Regions from separate parts of the Muntiacus reevesi genome. Here region 2 is linked to region 1. Evidence: chromatin contacts called from public Hi-C data. All regions are on one chromosome and are shown on one strand. The core of a region is the stretch at or near the end of the contact, and the rest is flanking DNA. Distances in the headings are between cores, read along the strand shown. Region 1 holds the start of CCDC25 (coiled-coil domain containing 25). Region 2 holds the start of SMIM27 (small integral membrane protein 27).

What was found. A called contact is a pair of places that touch in the nucleus more often than the background predicts.
Region 2: a contact with region 1 is called in a Hi-C map of muscle, with 5 times the contacts expected there. The contact joins the promoter of SMIM27 here to the promoter of CCDC25 in region 1. A contact is called at or near these places in 2 of 3 Hi-C or Micro-C datasets (blood and muscle).

What each region holds. Positions count from the first base shown.
Region 1 is chr17:10,395,978-10,400,157 of mMunRee1.1, reverse strand. It overlaps CCDC25 (coiled-coil domain containing 25), which reads right to left and starts at 1,374. Exons shown (of 9, transcript XM_065907885.1): 1 at 1,263-1,374. The coding sequence starts at 1,290.
Region 2 is chr17:10,829,075-10,833,295 of mMunRee1.1, reverse strand. It overlaps SMIM27 (small integral membrane protein 27), which reads left to right and starts at 2,015. Exons shown (of 2, transcript XM_065908435.1): 1 at 2,015-2,199; 2 at 2,516-3,240. The coding sequence starts at 2,155. The coding sequence ends at 2,638. TOPORS (TOP1 binding arginine/serine rich protein, E3 ubiquitin ligase) reads right to left here and starts at 2,414. Exons shown (of 3, transcript XM_065908429.1): 1 at 2,154-2,414; 2 at 320-514. The coding sequence starts at 2,156. NDUFB6 (NADH:ubiquinone oxidoreductase subunit B6) reads right to left here. Exons shown (of 4, transcript XM_065908434.1): 4 at 3,373-3,543. The coding sequence ends at 3,475.

The sequences.
Region 1 (4,180 bases), core at 125-2,624:
AGCTTATAATGATTTTCAAGCTAGTTTGAATTTTGTTTCTAGCAATTTTAATAATATGGATAAGAAAAAACCAAGCACACAGAAACAGAGAAATAGCTTATAGCACACTGTGGAAGCCTAAACTATTGAGAAAAATGAGATGTGACAATGTGATGGAGTAGCAGAGGAGGGGCTCTGTGAGTTACAACTTTCCTGGGCTTCAACTTTCTCAAATCTAAAGAGCAAGTACCACCCTGTTCAAACCACATAACCACCATGTTGTTAGTTTCACTTAAATCTCACCTTTACCAAGGAGGCAGAGAGTAGCAATAGAATAGAGTCTTGCTATTAGTCAAAAAAATAGCATTCATTTATTCAGTATTTATTGAGTTACTATTAAGAGCCAGGCATTATGCTAGTGGAACAAGGAGGTCCTGTACCTGCCCTCAACGGGCTTACACTCTATCTCATGTAGACAAAAGCTTAACATCATATGATAAGTGCAATGCTGAAAGTATGCATTGTGTTAAGGGGATTCCTCCAAGAGATATACCTAAGCAATCCTGGGGTGGGAACAAGGAAAGAAAGGCATTTGGAAAAGATAGGCGAGAGCTGTCTCTGGGGAGAAGCAGCTAACTGGGGGATTGATTTAAGGCAAAGAGAAAAATATTGGCAGAGAAACGAAGACACTGCAGTTTCTGGGAACTAAACACACCCTTTTCTTGCCTGCCAAAGACAAATCAGAAACTATCGTGTCACTTTTCAAAATCTGGGACATTAACTCTGCCCAATGAGTGGCTGTCTCGCCACTCCAGAGTCTTTCGGTAGCATCCAAACCCAATAACCCTTTCCGGGAAGGGTAAAGCGCACTTTCTGTAAGGTAGAGTTGTTGAGGTGTCTCCCTTCTTACCAGAGAGCAGCAAGATTAAATGTTACGGGGGTGGGTGGGGAAGAGAAGACTTCACGATGGTAGTGAATAAGTCCACAAACTGCCTAATGCCAGGTAGCGACAGGTCTTTCTGATTGAGGGAAAAGAAGATCGCCCGGAGGCAAAGAGAGCACAGGGGATGGTCCCTCTACGCTCCCTCCCCGCCAACCAGGCACTGACGAGGAGGCACACTGGGAGGACTGGGACGGACACGGTGGAGAGACCATCAGGACGAGCGAAGAAGCACCCACTGCCGAGAAGGCACTTAAGGGCCAGGCTAGCGGTGGCCTCGAGGTCTCGGCTTCGGAGCCCCACAGTCGAGGTAGGGACCCGGAAGGTTTCGGCGACCACTCACCGCTACTACTGGTGAAGTAGAACACCATGATCCCAGCGGCGGTGGGACAATTAGAGCGCCCAGCAGCAGGATTCAAACCTGGAAGCTCAGGATGCCGGAAGCGCGGAGGCCGCGTTTCCCGGAACTGCTCCACGCACTTCCGGCTGACGTCGGGTCGCGTCATAACGCCGGTCGCCGGCGCCATCTTCAATTCGGCCGTGGAGGAGGTGTCTGCGCGCTCAAAACTCTACTTACTTGGGGGTCAAAGGAAAGAGGATGGAGGAAGGAGGATTGGTGGGTGGAAAACGAAGCGGGGAAACTAAAGAGAAAAATGCCATTGCCTGGCTTTATTTTTAGTACCTACACCCTGTGGGCCATCAAGTTGGTTGCCTTTGCCCCTTTTCACCCGCATCTGGGCTCCTCAAAAGTAGAAACCTGCCTTCTTCACGGCTGCGCTTTCACTGAACTAATCACGGTACTTGGAACTTAGTATAGAAGCTCATTAAATTTTGAATGAACCCAAATTCCTCCACTATTCTCATTCTAGCTCCATCACTTGTTGGGCATTTTAGGTTGCTGCACTTAGCTGCAAAATGAGGATGAATGGAGCGGTTAATTACAGGTTATTTTGCCAGGGTTTAGTAAGTTAATAGGTGTGAAAGGTTTAGGACGTGGTGAACACGCTAGAATAAGTGAGTTTCACCGGAGGCAATATGCCTCTCTGCGTTTGGACTTGTACTGTTCTACCTTTAAATCCAAGATCTGCCATCTGTTACCTACTAGACTGAGGGAACCTCAGATCTTCCGGCTGTAAAGTGGGAATGATCTGACTCAGTTCGCAACAGCACTTCGCTTTAACCTGATTATTTATATTATCTTATTATGTGAAGTTAAGTGCATCACTTAACTAAATTTTTTTAGAACTAAGAAATGTGCCAGGGAGTATACTAGGAGCTGGTATACAAAGAACAGTAGCTAATAACAAAATTCTCCAAGCCAGGCTTCAGCAATACATGAACCAAGAACTTCCAGATGTTCAAGCTGGTTTTAGAAAAGGCAGAGGAACCAGAGGTCAAATTGCCAATATCTGCTGGATCATCGAAAAAGCAAGAGAGTTCCAGAAAAACATCTATTTCTGCTTTATTGACTACACTAAAGCCTTCGACTGTGTTGATCACAATAAACTGTGGAAAATTCTGAAAGAGATGGGAATACCAGACTACCTGACCTGCTTCTTGAGAAACCTATATGCAGGTCAGGAAGCAACAGTTAGAACTGGACATGGAGCAACAGACTGGTTCCAAATAGGAAAAGGAGTACGTCAAGGCTATATATTGTCACCATGCTTATTTAACTTATATGCAGAGTACATCATGAGAAACGCTGGGCTGGAAGAAGCACAAGCTGGAATCAAGATTGCCGGGAGAAATATCAATAACCTCAGATATGCAGATGACATCACCCTTATGGCAGAAAGTGAAGAGGAACTGAAAAGCCTCTTGATGAAAGTGAAAGAGGAGAGTGGAAAAGTTAGCTTAAACCTTAACATTCAGAAAACTAAGGTCATGGCATCTGGTCCCATCACCTCATGGGAAATAGATGGGGAGACAGTGGAAATAGTGTCAGACTTTATTTTGGGGGGCTCCAAAATCACTGCAGATGGTGACTGCAGCCATGAAATTAAAAGACACTTACTCCTTGGAAGGAAAGTGATGACCAACCTAGATAGCATATTAAAAAGCAGAGACATTACTTTGCCAACAAAGGTCCGTTTAGTCAAGGCTATTGTTTTTCCAGTGGTCATGTATGGATGTGAGTTGGACTGTGAAGAAAGCTGAGTGCTGAAAAATTGATGGTTTTGAACTGTGGTGTTGGAGAAGACTCTTAAGAGTCCCTTGAACTGCAAGGAGATCCAACCAGTCCATCCTGAAGGAGATAAGTCCTGGGTGTTCATTGGAAGGACTGATGCTGAAGCTGAAACTCCAATACTTTGGCCACCTCATGCAAAGAGTTGACTAGTTGGAAAAGACCCTGATGCTGGGAGGGATTGGGGGCAGGAGGAGAAGGGGACGACAGAGGCTGAGATGGCTAGATGGCATCACCAGCTTCATGGCCATGAGTTTGAGTAAACTCCGGGAGTTGGTGATGGACATGGAGGCCTGGTATGCTGCGATTCATGAGGTCACAAAGAGTCAGACACGACTGAGCTACTGAACTGAACTGAATAACAAACAAGTGCTTTAGGAACTTTTGGGCTTTCCAAAGCAAGAATCTACACTATCCTATGAAAAGTAATTGTTTTCAGGCCCTCAGTTTTATTTTCTATAAAATGGGAATGATGGTACATATCCCGTAGACTGTGGTGAGTGAAATAAAACACTAAAACGTGCATGAATGCCTGGAACGTAGATGTTACTGCCGTGATTTAATTTTTTATTTAACTTGAAAAAAAGATTGCTTCACCTAACATCTCTAGGAAAAAAGAGTAACCGTACCGCAGTCGGTAAAGAATCTGCCTGCAATGAAGGAGACCTGGGTTGGATTCCTGGGTCGGGAAGATCCCCTGGAGAAGGAAATGGTAACCCACTCCAGTATTCTTGCCTGGAAAAATCCCATGGACAGAGAAGTCTGGCAGGCTACAGTCCATCGAGTCGTAAGAGTCGGATACGACTTAGCGACCAGATCACCAACATTATAGCGCCAAATGTGAAAAATAACTTGAGACTCTTACGCTGCTATAAAAAAAAAAAATCTTAACAGCAAGTGACCTCAATATATCGAGTAACAGGGAACGCCGTCGTTCTGCGGAAAACTACAACTCCCAGAATGCACCTAGGTAAGGCCTCCAGAAAGGAGCCCGGCGCTGCCGCAAGGGGTTCTGGAAGACGTGGTTTCCACGAGGGGAGAGGCTTCAGCCTTGCAAGGGCGGGAGACTCTTG
Region 2 (4,221 bases), core at 766-3,265, 430 kb before region 1:
GCGACACCACAGACTCGAATGTTTGTGCTTTGTGTCGTGTCCCCCCCACCCCCCACCCAGAGACCAAGCTCCTTCCAGTACGCGGCTGGGCTCGCGCTTTGGGGAGCGCGTCTCGGAAAGCAGCCCTCCCCCGCCCACCGGCACGGATCCACAGGTGCGCCGCAGAAGCCGCTCGCCCGAAGCCTAGCCCGCCGGCTCACCGCGGCGCCTCAGGCCCGGACCGCAGCTCTCTCGCCCCTGGGCCTCGCTGCAGGCTGGAGCTCCTGCTCTCCCGGCCCCCTTCCGACCCCCGCGCCCCATTGTTCCCGACCTCACTCACCTCAGAGGATGCCGGCGCAGGCCGGGCTGGGGCGCTTGTGGCCAGTTCCCGGCGGCCCAGAAGGCTGGGTCGGTGACGGCAGGATCCACGAAGGCGAACTCTACGACTTCTCCGCCGGCCCTCCGAAGCGGGAGTAGGCGGGGGCGCTTCACCCTCCTCGCGAGACAGCGGAGACCCCGGCGGCTGCTGCGACCCCTGTGACGTAAAGCTCTCATCACCAATGGCAGACGGGGGGCGGGGGCAGAAACCAAAACCCACTTCCCGGCCCCCAGCGCGTCAAAACACAGCACCGGCCCGCGTGACGCATGCGCGGTAGAGGACGCCCGCGCTGAGGGCGGGGCTTAGCGGGCTCGGCCCGAGTCCAGCCCTTCCCCCACTTTCCTCCGCTCCTGGAAGGAGAGCGACGGGAACCCCTCAGGACGAAATCGCTAACGTACCGTCAATTCGAGTAATACCTGGGGATTACAAGCTCACTATCTTAAAGTTCGCTTCTAACTTACCTGAAAGACACGATAACTAGCTTGGTCTCATCTGAAAGTTAAAGTCACTCAGTCGTGTCCGACTTTTTGCGAGACCCCATGGACTATACAGTCCAGGGAATTCGTCAGGCCGTAATACTGGAGGGGGCGGCCTTTCCCTTCAGCGGATCTTCCCAACCCAAGGATCGAACCCAGGTCTCCCGCATTGCAGGCGGATTCTTTACCAGCTGAGCTACAAGGGCTGTGGTCTCATTTAAACCTCGCCAAATTCTGCGAGAAGTTACTCAAACTATCTCTGGTGTTCGATAAAGTAACCGAGTTATCCGGAAGGGAGGGGACTTGGGCTGAAAAGGTAACAGCCACCACCAGGATTCGAATGGAATCCCAAATCAATCTTGAGAGATCAACTCCAGTCAAGATGAACAGGGATCTGACCTAAAATCAGTGGGAACTGAAATTTTCCCAAAACAGATAACGTCTTCTCCTTACCCGCTCTCCGAAATATGTATTAAAACCCTGTTTAGGTGATATCTGAGATTACAGAAACAAAACATCCGGAGCCTAACGCGGCCCCGTTGTCCCATTCTTCGCTTCAAATGTAAGCGTCCCGAACATTCTTGGTACAACGGCCTGCGTGCCAAACCCCATCCTTTGGCTTCATATTTGACCGTGCTACAGTTCTAAGCATACAAATGCTCGATGAGCACTTGCTAATTGGCAGCTACATTACGTCGGGTAATTCGTGCCACGTTATTTCTTCTTAAAAGTATCTGATATCAACAAGCCATTGCGTTCTCAAAAACTTTTAAGAAAAGCTCCAGTAACAGGGAGTCCAACAACGACTCGTCAGTTATATAAAAGCAGGCTGTACTCTAAATCAAACGTGAATACGCGACCTACCTATACCGTGGGAACAGATTCCGGTTAGAAACATTAATTCTTTCAGTGCTAGACGTCGGCGTAATACTTAACCGTGGGTTATTTTTCCAAATAAACTTCTAAATGCATGTGACGGTACCTTATCTCGCATTAATACTGGTCTACAACTGAAAGGCGACCGGTGACAAGTCAAGCCTATCCCTCACAGCGGTAAAATAAACCCATTTCTAGCGTTATTTTCTCGTTTCTCTCACTTCCTCCCCTTAAGGCGGTAGGCCCCCGAGCACGTGACACCGCCCCCCAGCTCCGGGCGGAAGAGGCCGGCCGGGCTGATGGGAAACGCGCGGGGAGGCGAGTGGGCGGGCGCTAGCGCCCGGCTGAAAGATGGCTGCCGCCGCCCGGCAGCCACCGCCCCGGAGGTTACCGTAGGGCCTGCGGCTTCCGCCCGTGCCCGCGAACCACTGCTACCGCCTTACCATGAAGCCAGTGAGTCGCCGCACCCTAGACCGGATTTATTCCGCGGTAGGTCCCGGGCTCGGCGGGCCTCCCCGGGGTCTACGCTCGAGGCCCGCGGGTGGAAGGTCCCCTATATCTTCAGCGCCCAGAAACTCTAAAATCCATTCTTGAATTAAGCCTTTCACTCCCTAACCTCGACTCCGCCTCTTCCTGGAGGACACGGTCTTCCGCTTCTTACGTAAGGGCTACCGAGTGAACTCGCTTCCGGAACCACATTTATACGAGTTTGTCACTAAAATCCCCACCTTAGCAACGTGCGCGGCAACCTGATGGGGGCCGGGAGGACGTGCCACTCAAAGGTTGTTTTTACTCCATTTCCTAGTTGCTCCTCGCGGTCGTATTGCTCTCCTGGGGATACGTCATCTATGCATCAACTGTAGCTGCACGACGACAACTAAGCAAGGAATACCCAGACAAAATCTTCGGAATGAACGAAAATTTGTAATTCCTCTGGATTTGATTTCATGCATATACAGTTCTTTACCTCTGATACTTGTCTCGATTTAAAATAAAATCTTTAATATAATGATCCCAAATTCACTTGTATACCATCCGTTATAGTAACCACTAACTGTCGATTTTTCATATACCAAGAGGTTTGTCTTTTAGGTTCTCATATAAGAAAGCACAAGGATCTTAGGTGATGCAGTTGTAAAGAATCTGTCTGCTAACGCGGGAGACACCACTTCCATCCTTAGGTGGGGAAGATCCCCTGGAGCGGGAAATGGCAACTCGCTCCAGTATACTTGCGTGGAGAATTCCATGGACAGAGGAGCCTGGCAAGCTACAGTTCAAAAAGAGTTGAAGAAAACACGAGGAAGGATAACAATGCAAAACAAATGACAGTTTTTTTATCTAGAGTTTCTAAAATACTTTTAAAATGTCTCCAGAAAGCCTTTAAAACAAAGTGTGCTGTAATTTCTGTTCTTATTTTTATTGCAACATTTCATTCTGTTGTATACCTTCACATCAACTAAATTAAGTACAGTATAAGAAAAAACTATCATGTGACTAAACAATTTTCTACATTCTGTTTTCCAGGTTAAAAATGGCCAGAAAAAGTAGGTAACTGACCATATTATTTTTATTTAGCCTGTCCAGTTTTTACTTATTGTTAGATAATTCAGTCTCAAATTGTACTGAGAGAATGGCACAGGTTGGGAAGAAACAGACAGCACATATGTGAGTAAACTTTATTACTTTTCCAGAAAGTACTTTCAATAAGTTGGTAATGTAGCAACAAACTTAGGCTCATACACCTTTGAAATTTTAAAGTAATCTTCAATGATGTTGATCAGGAAATTCTTTCATGGGTGGGATTACTTCTCCAGTCTCCAGAATTGTATCACCCTAGAGAAACAAAGGTGCATTAGTGATAAATCTTGTCAGCAGAGGCAACAGTTCCCCTTCGAGCTCATCTGGAAAACCTAGCTCAGTTCTGGCATTCACATTTAAAAGTGACATAGGTAAAATAGAAGCTGTCTAAAGATAAGAAACCAGTATCCAAAATCTTAAGGAATAAGGAACAAACAGGGGAAGCTTTACTCAAACCAAACGACCACAAAGGACATGAAAGTTGTCTTTACAAAGTGACAGAAGGATGATCTTTATTTGCTTGGCCCCAAGAAACAGGAGAAGCCCTAGAAAGAAGTTATAGGGAAATAGCTTCACTTCAATACAAGGTGGTATGTATCCCCAGCAACTAAATATGGTGGGCAGCCACCAGTTTACTCTTTGGCTCAGAAGAGATATTAGAGACAGACCTGCAAACTTTGCCTAGGCAGCTGGTCCAGATGTCTCTCCAACTTTCCAAACCTAAATACAGTGGGTGTGGCAGAACAGGAAGGGACTTAAAGCTAGAACCAAGTAGTGTGAATCCTGGAACCCTCCAATGACAAGCTGCATAATTTCAGGCAAAGTACTTAGCTTTCATTTCAGCTCTCTGTTTAAGATAGCAGATTCCGTAAGCCTGACAGTGCATGAATTGGCTGAGAAGGGCAGAATCATCCCATCACCACCTGCCGTTCC